Linked DNA regions of Anser cygnoides: all the other regions are linked to region 2. Evidence: chromatin contacts called from public Hi-C data. All regions are on one chromosome and are shown on one strand. The core of a region is the stretch at or near the end of the contact, and the rest is flanking DNA. Distances in the headings are between cores, read along the strand shown.

Region 1 (3,993 bases), core at 937-3,436, 220 kb after region 2:
CCAGGCACGGGACTGCCTGGCAAGCTACAGGGAGCTGAGGAACCTCCAGCACAAGCAGCATCATGCAGCACCTGATCCAAAGCCCAGCAGCAGCCACTGTCTCTAGAATGCTTTCAACACACGTGTTTTAATGATCACTCAACATGAGAGGTATTTGCAAGAGATCTGGTTTTCCATGTAATGAGGTCCAGCAGGTGAGGAATAGCAGTTAGATTTTGCACTGCTCTGCACACTCTGAACCAAGCAAACCAGGACCTTAAAGGCATAAATCCTAGCCCTCTGTTCTCCCTTCCAAGATGGAGCTTAACTGTTAAAAATCCAGCTGCAACATAATGCTCAATTGAAGGTGCTGAATGCATTGGACAGCTGAACTTCGTAGAAATGCTCACCAGGACTTGGAGAAGCTCTCCATCTGTTCAAAGATGAGTCAAGAGATGACAGTGCTCCATCTCCAGCTAACTCCAGCGATATCTTGAAGTTGTTTTACCTGGGTAACAGTGAACATTGGGTGGAAACCCTGTTGAAACTGATGGAAGTCATTTAGCACACTTGAACTCAGTTCTCTAGCAAGAGAGCATTAACCATGAGGCACCAGGGTGGGCTATGGTAGCTGTATTTTACAAAGATAAAAAACACTGAAGTTTGTGCAGCTGGAAAATGAATGTAGTCATTGCACAAAAACCAGCCACCACTGGCAGCAGCAGAGAGATAAAAGTTGCTAGAATTTGATTGCGCTCATTATTAAAACTTATCTTTAACCATCTCTGTCTATTGATTTCTAGCCAACTATTAACTAGCAATGACCTTAGCAGCTTGAAAATAACTGGGGAAGTCAAGTAAACAAAGGGGAACCCAGCTGCATACAAAGAACCAAGATATTTACAGAGACCCTCTTTGCTTCTGCTCATTGCAATAAACTTGAGCTGGGTATTTTTCCATTTAAACATCTGAGTCAATGATCCAAGAAGCTGAGGGTGTGGACAAGGAACTGAGTATAAAGAGGAGCAAAAGGAAGGAATAGGAGCTAATTGCAATTGTTTCTAGAGTCTTGAATTAAAATAATCTGAGGTAAAGTCAGAAGACAAAGGTTTATATTTTGGGAGTTAAGTTCCACCGCCTGTAAGCCTTCTCATATATTAAGCAGAAGCACTAGTTATACACAGGTCAGTTTTACTTTCCTGATATACCATTATACTGTACCTACTGCCAAAGAAAGACACCATCTTTTAAAAGTCTGATGAAAGTGAGCATCAGGAGTCCTAGAATGAGAAACCAAGTATTTAATCTCTCACGTTTTATCATCAATACCCAAGCCATTCCAGGCATCAGCATTCCTCTTTCCACAATTCAAGAATTTACATCCTGTGTGACTTCACTTCACCAGCACATCTACCCTGGTGTCCCCCACACTTCCCTTCACACAGTGCTCCAAGATCCCCTCTGCAGGCCCTATGACCTGCCCCTTTCCCAGCCCATGCTTCCAGGACTGATGACATCCTCCAAACTCTCCCCCCTTTCCAACAAGATCAGCTCCTTCCCATGTCCTGTAACTACCAGCAGAGCAAGAAGCAGCTTTTGCTATGGCATGTTTCAGGCTGGGTGCCAGCTGGACGCTCATCCAACTGGCCAAGCAGTATCTAACTTCTGATAACTCCCACAATCTCGTACACAGGGCACACTATTGCCTGATCATTGATTTTTGCAAGAAGCTTTTAGAAACAGGGTTGTTTGAGACTTCAGCTTCCTTGTTTACAATGTTTGAAGAAGGTCAACAAGTTCTTTTTTTTGAAGGAATACAATAGAAACTACCAGTATTACTGTTCGGGAAATAATTAACATTCTTACACACCACTTTCTGCACTACCTCATTTTTGGCCTTACGATCAGAGCAATAGTTCCTAAGAAAAATCTCAAAATCCTGGAAAAACCTTGTTAGCACGTAAGCCTGTTGGATCTAATGGCCACTCTCTGCAAGAGGGAAGTCCAAAATTGGGCCAATTTGTGGTGACTGTACAGATCAGAGTGGGAAATTCTGGAGAAGCGTTGGAGCATTGGGTTTCAGAGGTCAAGTGTGGGTCTGTTTCTCCTTGGAGAACAGAGGTGGGGGCATTCACATATCCAAGTTCACACAGGGCATTGTCATCTGTAATGAAGCAAGAACCACCAAGGTCTATTTAGTCATAGTCCCACACTACAGAAGATGATCTTGCAAAATCCTGGTGCTTCCAGTTTGTGGGGAAATCCTTCAGAAGAGCTTTGTGTGCTCTCATCCTCACCCTAGAGGATCTAGAACTGCCAGTGCAGCATGAATGAGCAAAATCATTTGAGACCAGAAGAGGAAGCTATCCAAGTTCTTCTGATTTCCAGACATCTGGACTTCAGTAAAATATTTTTGGCAATTCAGCCATCCACACAGATGACTTTTTGGACTGACACTCTGATGACCCTTCAGCCATCCAACCTTCACACTGAACTTCGTAACTGTTGACCCAATTTGGTCATATCTAAAGGACCAGTAGAAATTTTGGCAGCAAGAAGTATCCAGCGTTTGGAAGAACCCTGGAAGTAGACATAAAGACCCAGATGAGGTCCCTGTTGTGGAAAGGCCTATGCTACACAACCCTTTGGAAACAGGGTGTATGTCCTGCCTGTCCAACAAGCACTTGCACGGTTCTGTCCCTCTACAGCATTACGTTATCTTCTGTGCTGTAGAGTCACAGGAAGAGCCATGTGAAAAGAGCTGGGGTTGTTATGGCAGAAACAGAAGTAGGATGAAAAGGCCAAAGGACAAAAATCCACAGGAGACTGCAGTAACTCTGGTGTTCAGGAAACAACAAGGCTCTTTCCCATCCCTTCATCTTCTTCCTGTGAAGGGTGAAATTACCCACCCTAAAGACAGGAAGACACATACACCTCCCTCACCAGAAGAGGCACAGTGTTATAATAGCAGGGCTATTTTTTCCCCAGGAAAAAGGATGAAATCAGCTATTTACACTGGACAAATTACAAGCTCTGGAAAGCACATGAGGCACACAAAGAGAGCAGTTGTATCACAAATAAATATATGGTGGGGGTTAAACTTATTGATTAGCTTTGTAAACGCAGTTGCCCAATCAATAGCAATTTCTGGAAATGCCTGGTACTTATTTGGTGCAGCTTGTACAATGAGGATAAATAATAAGAGTACTTAGGGAGCACGTCTCCTGACACCATTGCCAAGCCCCTTACAACACAAAAACAAACTACGGTACAACAACTGCACAAGCCAGGATTAATCCACTACACCTTTAAAAAAAGAAAAAACAACAAGCACAAATCCAAACATAACCACACTATCAAAATAAGCACTTGGATCCCAAAGGTATCTACTTGGGTTCCTGCTGGTTTTGCTGTATATGACTAGCACTGGATCCAGAACAGTACAAAACTCATTCATTTGCTCTGCCCTTCTGCATGAGCCATGGATCCTTGCAGGACCCCTGTTCTATGGAAGTACACAACACCTTCTTCTCCTCCCTCAACAACCAGATTGCTGTAGGTATCCCTCTGGACACAGCCTCAAATTTTGGGAGAGAAAGAAATGCAAAAGCAGCTTGCCAGCCCCAGTGCCATGCCATCACTAGCCCCTGCCCCTCGCAGCCTGGGTTTGAGCACATTGCTCTCTCACACCACCTTGTTCTTTATCTGGACCCAGCCATGTGAGAGCAGGGTCCCATATTTAGGTAGCATGACCCCAAATAAACCATTGCACACACTGCTGGCACAATGAAGATGCAGCACAGACACCAAGCATCCTCACGAGTGGGGCTGCAGAGCTCCCCATCAGCCCTGACCCAGGCTTCTGGATATACCTCAGCTCTGCAGTAAAAGTAGCACCTGATGGGAAGGAGGGAAAATCCACTCCAGCTCCCCAGAGGCTCCTCTGCTTCCCTTCTTCACAGATAGGAAGTTTGCTCACATTGTACCATGAGATCATAGCACAGGAAAGACTGA
Region 2 (4,479 bases), core at 1,160-3,659:
GGTCTGCTTCTGTGTTTTTTTTTTGTCTGTTTGTTTCTTGGTGTTTTGTTGTTTTGTTTTTAAATCTGCAGGAGAAGACAGTAATACTCATTGGAGCAACACGTTATTGATTTCCCATAGAAATGGCAGCTAGAGTACTCACTGTCAGCTGTGAAGCAGCATGTTAGGCTTATCTTGCTGTAATATTTTTTCCATTTCATCCTTTTACATACTCATAGATGTCTCCTATTCACTATTGAAACACCATATGGTGATAATATATGCTAACACAGGCACAGTGACACAGTCCACAAGCCTGTTATTGAGCAAAAGTTGACAACATAAGGCTAAGAAAATGGTAAGTGCTTCCAAGCCACAATATGTACGTCATCTAATTGCATTTTACTGTGATGCAAAGAAGTCTGACTCAAGGAAGGAACCTCCTTACAATGAAACTCTAACAGCCTGGAGTAATTTACAGTTATTTGAAGAGCTATCTGAAGAATCTATCAATTCATAGCTTTCAGATATGGGCTGGGTTTCAGTTGTGTTTTTTGTGTATTTTTTTTTCTTAGACTAGGCAGCTTTAATGTACAGAGACGGTGCATCTCAGCACCACAGTCATCTCTCAAAGGGTTCCAGACAGGAAGGCAAAAGGCGATCAATAAGAGAAAATATAGACACAGCCCCTTAAACTATCCGCAGATACATCTGTCTCTTCCTCTAATGGTTAACGGTTTTGAACTAGGAACATCTTGCAACAATCCTGAGATATGTTCAGGCCATAAATGTATCATGTTTATTTATGCACTGGTAGCAGGGTCTAATGTAGAAAATGCATTGCCAGCTCTTACTTTTTTTGTAGGGCACTGGTTGCTTCCAGGCAGCCCTCTTTTTCCCCTACCTGAAAGGAGGCTGGGAGCAGCTCTGCTCTGCCTTTGGGCTGGCCAGCAGGGGCTCCAGGGAGAGGTCCTCTCTTGCCAGTAGGACAGACCGTTGTATGGACAGGACAGACCAGCAAATGACAGAACTACCCCAGAACGTCACAGATCTATGTCCAAAGCCCTCCTTTACAATGAGCTGCATTTCTGTGCATCAGCTCTGCTTCAGCTTTTCATTTGTAGAACAGAAGAAGAATCAAATCTCTCCTTCCTTAAGGCATTACAAAGATAAATGTGCGAAATCTGCAACAGCTTACGCAAACTGGCACCAGGAAGCAACCAAGATAAACTTGTAAAGGCCATACTATAAATGCTAGGGCTCCCTAGAATATTTAAGCCTTCACCTTTCAAATGTATTTAGAAACTGCAACCACAGAAATTAGTTGCCCTCCTCTTTTCAAGAGCACAACTCAACAGGAACTCACATCAGCAGCATCAGTGCCAGCCCTTTGGTGGTCTCTGGATAGAGTTAAGCTGAAAGGCAACTATCGAGGCAACGCTCTCCTTGCTGCAGGCGTAACACACAAAGCACAAAATCATCACTCCCATTGTGGTGGGAATGGCCTGGGGCAGACATCCAGTGCAGGCACAGTGGGAGCAAAGTCCCAAGTGATGCATTGCCATGCAGGTGTTTCTCTAAGTTGCTGTGCTGTTCCCTTGGCTCTGAGCTATTTCCTTTCCCTGACTGGGAGGGAAACGCAGCTGGTTCCTAGGGTGTGCAGAGGAGAAACAGCCAACACAAAAGGAACAGCAACCATCAAGAGCAGAGCAAAGGAAGCCTCATTTCCTATGGACTTGTGCCTTGCATCTTGAGCAGACTGACCCTTCCTGTTCTCCTTCCTTACCTCTCCTGACCGCCCCTCCTGCTTCCCTTCTCCTAGAATTAGCCTTGGCACTTATCTGTGTGTATCAGCCAAACAATCCGCCTTTCAGGTCAGGGATCCTGGTTACAGTACAGATTGGAAGAGCAAAAGTTCAGGTTGACACGCAGTGGGCTTGGAGCTTGGAGCTCCCTGCGTGTGCCTGGGGCCAGCCCATGGGCCATGGGGAGGTGAGGAGGACCAGCTCCACACCGCAGCTCCCCGAGGGACACAGGTCTGCTCCCTCCTCCCCAGCCACTGATTTTTACATGCACGTACCCCTCCCTCAGACCCTTGAAAGCAGATGCTGGACTCAATTTGTACATCTGGAGGAGCCAATTGACAGACATTGATGGTGGGAAGAAATAATCCATGTGCTTTCATTTCCAAATGTGCCAGCTATTTCTTTGCAGAGGGCAAAAAAATCACTGATTTGTGCCACAGGACTAAGTGCAACTTCATAAAATTCCTTCAGAATTACACAGGTGGGGAAAACAACTTCCCACTCCTCAAGTGCTGGTGACATCAGTGATGCTATAGGTCCAGGGGGCTACAGATTTCTGGGCCTGGGGGTTTGAATCCTTCAGGATTTACTCACAAGACACGGCAGCAAGATCACAAAACTGTAGCTGTGTATCAAGCAACACCCTCCAACAGAAGAAAGCTAAGGGTTTTTATTGCCTCTGCCCGGTTCACACACTCTGAGAGAGACACTGATGTATCACCCCACACCTGAGACCCCTCTCTGTGCCTCTTGAGAGGAGATGTCCCCATGTACTCTCTGTCCCTCAATCCACACGTGCTACAAGAGGAGGATAAATCAGTGACATGGTGGCGGGGAGCCCACGGTCTGCCCTCAGCTCCTCTGGTGACCCTGCACAAACCAAGTCATCTCATCTCCCAGTGCCTCGGTCTCTCCCTCACCTGGGAAAGAGCATGCTTCTGTACTTCACAGGGCTGTCGCAGTGGTAAATCTAATGCCGCCGAAGCACTCAGATGCATCGACCTGTGTAAGGATGCGAGCAGAGCCAGTGGCCCGGCGAAGCGCAGGTCTCTGCCCCAGCGGCGGCTGCACTTTGCTGGCCGGACACGTGGACAGCTTGTGAAGCGCGCTGGGTCCCTTTGAGATGAGTGCCAAACCACTGCGAGTGCCAAACACTGAGGATGGGGAAATGATGACAGGCTTCCTGAGCTGATGGTATACAGCAGCCTGGTCCCATTGTGGGGAAAAAGATAGAAAACAAAACACAACAATAGGTAGAAGGCCTTGAACAGCTCTAGAAAGCAAGAGCCCAGCTCTCAACCACTCACAACAAAACAATCACGAATGCAGAAGGAAAAAAGACCAAATTATGAGGTACTATTTGTTTTTTTATCACTGATCCCAAAGTAAATGTTTGCCTTTATCCACACACAAGTTTGAGATGCCTGCACAGATTTTAAAGTCCAATATATCCAACACCAGTCGTCATCTAGGTGGTGGAGCCAAGCACGTAGGCAGAAAACCCAAATGGATGCAGAAATTAAAAAAAAAAAAAAAGAGGGAAAAACAAACCTTCCCAAGATTTCTGTGAACTTGGTTATCCAGAAAAAAAGAAAAGCAGGAGTGGTGGTGTTTTATTTTCACTCTGATGATAGCACAACAGAAAGAAATAATACCCTGCAAAGGTCACTCTTATCCTGTTCATCTGTGATGAGCTGATAATCTTGGATCTTTTTAAATTTCCTTTAAAAACCTTCACGGACATGCTCTTATCAAAAGGATTATGCTTTAATACATACCAGCAGATGCAACCAATTCAAGCATCTGCTAATCAGAACAGTGTCAGCTCGCTGCACGCGCCGGCTGGAGCTGATGAACACAGGAAGGTTCCCCTGCTTGTACACGTAGGCCAAATCCAAACATCCATGAGCTCATCTGTTGGCTACGCCTCTCAACTCACACGTACGCGGCTGAACATCCCTGCCTTGTGCACGCTCCTCTGCCCGCAGGCGTGGCAGGGACAGCGTGACAGACGTGCCCCGCTAGCAGCCAGCACGCCTGCGGCAGCGCTCCTAGAAAGCTTTAACCTTGGGACCATCTCCACCGCCACCCACGCGAGGCGGGATTGTCACCGCCTTTGGGGACGGGAACCGCGGGAGGAAGAGAGTTTCCTGGATGTAAAGGCTTTGCTTCTCGCCTGCTGGGAGGAACCCACTGAAATGGCTCCAGATGGGACACTTCCTTTTCTACTTCTGTAATCTACACGGGTTTTACAAAGAGTACAAAGCCGGCGTGCTGCAGCCAGGAGTGCAGCTCTCTGAGGTGACCCCGTTGTTAAAACAGCCTGTGCAATTCCCAGTCCCTGTCACCACTGCAGAAGTGTCACAGCCTGCTGAACACAGCCCCGTGGTCAGCCTGCATGAGCCCTGCAGGACCCATGCCACACCACTATGAGCTCACCAGCTCAGGCACCCCTCTACAAGACACTTTTGTCCCTCTGTGTCCACTCATGGGCCCTCCAAGTCAGTGGGGAAACGCTGGCAACTCACAGCCTTCATGGAAAACCTTGCACGGCACGTGGTCCTACTAAAAGGTACACGCAGTTCAAGTGTCATCGACATTTTAGGATGGGCAGAGGATGCTTCAAATGGGCTTATTCCAAATGAGGCTTTCCATCCCACAGCCAAAGAGATCAGAAAGCCCACAACAAACAAAA
Region 3 (4,013 bases), core at 132-2,631, 250 kb after region 2:
TAATTATTACAGCTGCTTAGTGATGCTAGAGGGTTTTAATGTTATTATTTCTGTGTGTTATCTCAGGCAGGGCCATGGCAACAAGAAGACAAGAGGACCACCTGCCTGAGCCATGCTAAATGAGGGTTTATATATTGATTACCAAAGGCACAGGGACAAAATGCGGGGGAATGTGAGTCCTGACTGGGCTGGGCTCCCCAGCAGCTTGCAGCAGGGATCTCCATCCTCTGCGTTCACACATTCTGGGTCGGAGCTGTGCAAAGATCCCAGTGCAAAGCAGGCTGCTCGCCTTGAAACGAGTAGCCAAAAATGGCCAGCTGACAGCCTGGCCCTGCAAAGACATTGATTGCATCAGGACTTTGATCCACCAAAACACCACTGGTAGTGTGCCTAAATCTTAGTGGTGTGAGCAATTAAATGAGCCCAGAGGGAGCTGGAAACTGTGCAGTACTGCTCCTTGAATACCAACTCAACCTGCAGCAAAGTTGGAGTAACATGCTCCTAGGTGTGAAAGGGCAACATATTTTTTAGTATTATAAGATTCACAAAGCTAGGGAGAATTTTGCCCATGTGCTGAAGGAAGTTTAATAAAAGTCTAATTAAGTGCCTCGATCTAGATTTAGATGTTCTCACTTCTGGTGTCTGAGCTTGAAGCTGTTAGTCATTAATACTCATCTCAGGTAACCTCCACCACCCTCAGCCCCTCACCTGACGCATGCACGCACTTGAGAAAGATTGCTGATATCCTCCCTGAAAACTAATGAAATCACAGAGCGATATTTTGATTTCAAGGGCATCAAAGTAATGCAAAATAATGATGGAATAGGGAGGCTCTGATACCACCGCCACAGCTCAGCTCTTCTTGTCTATAGATCTGGGAGCATTTTGTGAAGGAGATCAGAATCGCTGTTCCTTTGCTCCCATCAGAGAAACTGAGGCATGGAGCATTGAAAAAGTGACTCCTGCAGATCTGGGATAGAGTCCAGGCTTGAAGCCAGCTGTCCCAGCCTCAGGGTAACGCAACCACTGTTGCCCACAGCTCTCTCTGGAAGGAGGGATGGGATTTGGCATGGACAGGAGGTCTCTGAATGTGTTTGCGTGTGTTTGTCTATGGGTACACAAGTTTTACGGATAGAAGGCTACCAGACACAATAACAAACAAAGAGGAAATCAATTCTGTCTTCAGCCAGGAAAGCAGGTCCCACTTTAGCTGTTTGGAGTTTAAAGGGCAGCGGTGGGCACAGGGAAATGCTTTGTAAGGGCTGGAGTAGTAACCAGATTTTTTTTCATGAGATTATTTAACAATATTTGTGGTTCTTGTTTGCTGTGCAGGAGATTAGGCAGAAAAGCCTGATCCCCTCTTTGTCCTTTACAGCAGAGGAGAGTGCTCCAGACCCACAGACAGGGAGAGCCTGGGGCTGGGGCCTCCACAGTAATTCAGGAATTACCGAACTTCAGCAGGAAATGGTGCTGTACGTTTCAAAAGAGTCTACTGGGAAGCGGAGGGATCATCAGCAAATCTTCTCTGTGTGGGGCTGCGAGTTTACTGCTAAACAACAGAAGGCACGGGGCTCTTAAGGTTATTAATAAAAGCAACGAACGTTTCCTCTGCTTAATAGCCTGAGTGTGTCCAAGTTTTGTTATGGGAAGAACGCCATGCCCTGGTGAGGGTTATGACAGGGCTCCCCTCTACATGCCGAGATACTGCTGGGTCTAGGAAAGGATTACCCGCTCCCCAGAGATGTTGTGGGTTGCCAAAAGCCTGAAGCTTAAGTAATCAAAAATCTCTTTCCCCTTCTCCCCCTTTCCTTTCAGGCTGGCTATGCAGAGCCTCTGGAGTATGCATGGCCAGTACTCCCAGAGCCTGCCCCACAGCCCCACAACCCCACAACCCCACAGCCCCATGGCGATTGCTCCAGCCGGTGCTGGGGGTCGGGATGCACCAGGGACAAGCAGAGCTGGAGGGAGGTGCACAGCACAAAGCAATGAGCTGCGGTCACAGCCGCTGGCTGTCCGTGGGCTTGCAGCCTCTCTGGGTCTCGCAACAACTCTCTCAAGATGACTGTGCTGGTAAGAAGTGTGATATCAAGAGCCGTGAGGCTTCGCCCCTGGAAGGTTGTGGGCATTAAGGCTCCAGGTTTGCTTCAGAGAGCTCCTCCCCTCCTCCCTCAGGAGCACTATGACTGAATAAATGACAACGAGCACAGTCTCTCAGCTAGTTTGTAGTCAGGGAAACTGAGGCACAAAGAAGGTGATTCACGCCATAGCTATCTACCAGTCAGAAACTAGCTTAAGGGACAGAAGCCAGGAGAAAAGCCTTTGCAAGACAACACCATTTTCCCTAAACAAAGTCACCACATTCTTACAGTGCTCAAACTTGGGCACCCAGCGCATGGCAGCAGGGGCCGGCCTACCTTGTATCCTCGTGCTCCTTGTGTCCTGTCATCGGTTTTAAGGCTGCTGGACATCCACCATGGAGGCCAGAAGAGTTCTGGTACCTTAGGCCTTATTGCCAAGGCTTCTTGGTGTTGGTGCCAGCCCAAATCCTGGCTGATGCCAGAGCTGACACCAGTACAAATGCTCCAGTGCTGCTGGCCGCCTGTGGAGCGCTGCCCTCAGGCCTACCCCCTACCAGTGCTTCTGCAAGATGGATATTTGCACCTGAACAAGAGCAGAGCCTTCAGAAATACGCCCAAATGCAAGCAGGGCCTTTGCCAGCAGTGGAGAATCCACCATGGCCTCCAGGGCTGTGGTTAATTGGCCTCCTGACAGCAAGGCACCTTAGGCCTAATCTGCACTGGTCTGGCTTCAGATAGCGGCCACTGGATCTTGTGTTGCCTCTGACAGCCAGGCAGGACTCATGTTGTCCATGTCCTGTGTCACAACACCTCCCAGCAGGGCTGCCCCGGGGCCTTCTCCTTCCAGCAGGCCGAAGCCTGCGGGGGATGCAAGCCACATGGCAGCGTACACATGCCCTGATGCACGGCTTCAGTTTGACTTCCTTGCCTGTATTTATTCCATTTTCCTAGAAAGCCTGTTTCAGTGGAGGCTTCCTGAGCACAGCAGGTGGTGTGTGTGTGCACATGTACGTGTGGGTACACCCCACTGTGGGGCAGGGGGATCCGGATAACCGGTCCCCACCATTACCACTGGCACTGCCACAGCTCGCTGCATCCACACGGTGTGGGCTGGGGGGATCTCGGCATCTGTGGAATGAGCATCTGGGAATGTGCATCTGATCCTCAGACCACGTGGACGGGGGGCTAAAAATAATAACCAACTGCTGCTCCATTCCTCGGCAGCATCTGGGGGAGTTTGTGCGGGGAGGAGCAGCCATCAGCCCCTAAAAGTACCCAGCAGCATCCCCATGCTTTGCAGCCTGGGCTTATGCATGTAAAAAGGTTCAAAGGCTATAGGATATATTTTTTTTTATTTTTTTTATTTTTTTTTTTTTTTCTTAGGGAGGGATATGCAGTGAGTTTTCTACCTCACCCACCTCCTGTTGGTGTGGGCTGTTAAAAGATGCCCTGGTTTTGCACATGCAACCTCACTTGGCCTTTGCAGAGGAGCTGGCACAAGTGCCCCCTGTGTCAGGGAAAAGGACAGCATTACAAAAGGAGGGCTGCAAAGATCGTCCATGAGAATATGGGAGGAGACCCCATTTTGAAAGCAGTCAGTGCCTTCCCCTGCTGCAGAGCTAGGCAGAGCCTGGCTGTGGCAGGTTTGCAAGGTCTCCAGGTGGGAATATTTGCTGCCTTGCCAATGCATTTTTGCACTTCTTTCGATCCTTGGCTTTAGCAGTGCCACTCTCTCTGTGGTGGCACAGACCTACTGTAGGCTACAGAGTCAGAGAAGAGTTGCCTTTGGTAACAGCTTTGTTTAAACTTGCCTGTTCTAGAGTTGTTGTGGGTTTTTTTGTTTGTTTCTTTGCTTGTTTTTTTTTTCTTTTTTTTTTTTCCCTGTCCTAATAAAAAATAGCTTTTCCCAGAGATTGCTTTCTGCAGGTAAATACC

The links. Hi-C and Micro-C count contacts between places; a contact is called where the count stands out from the background.
Region 1: a Hi-C map of liver shows a contact between it and region 2, with 2.3 times the contacts expected there. The contact joins two enhancer-like sites. A contact is called at or near these places in 2 of 7 Hi-C or Micro-C datasets (both in liver).
Region 3: a Hi-C map of liver shows a contact between it and region 2, with 7 times the contacts expected there. The contact joins two enhancer-like sites. A contact is called at or near these places in 2 of 7 Hi-C or Micro-C datasets (both in liver).

The regions. Positions count from the first base shown.
Region 1 is chr9:16,240,170-16,244,162 of Taihu_goose_T2T_genome, forward strand. No RefSeq gene overlaps it. Among named protein-coding and RNA genes, the nearest start is that of LPP, 49 kb to the left of the region's middle. Within about 2 kb of position 2,187, at least 1 of the 3 cell types and tissues checked has open chromatin away from gene starts, as enhancers often do. A contact at or near this core is called in liver, where this site is marked.
Region 2 is chr9:16,016,297-16,020,775 of Taihu_goose_T2T_genome, forward strand. The region is part of intron 7 of LPP (LIM domain containing preferred translocation partner in lipoma); the gene reads right to left. Among named protein-coding and RNA genes, the nearest start is that of LPP, 170 kb to the right of the region's middle. Within about 2 kb of position 2,410, at least 1 of the 3 cell types and tissues checked has open chromatin away from gene starts, as enhancers often do. A contact at or near this core is called in liver, where this site is marked.
Region 3 is chr9:16,267,895-16,271,907 of Taihu_goose_T2T_genome, forward strand. It overlaps the pseudogene LOC136791464. Among named protein-coding and RNA genes, the nearest start is that of BCL6, 71 kb to the right of the region's middle. Within about 2 kb of position 1,382, at least 1 of the 3 cell types and tissues checked has open chromatin away from gene starts, as enhancers often do. A contact at or near this core is called in liver, where this site is marked.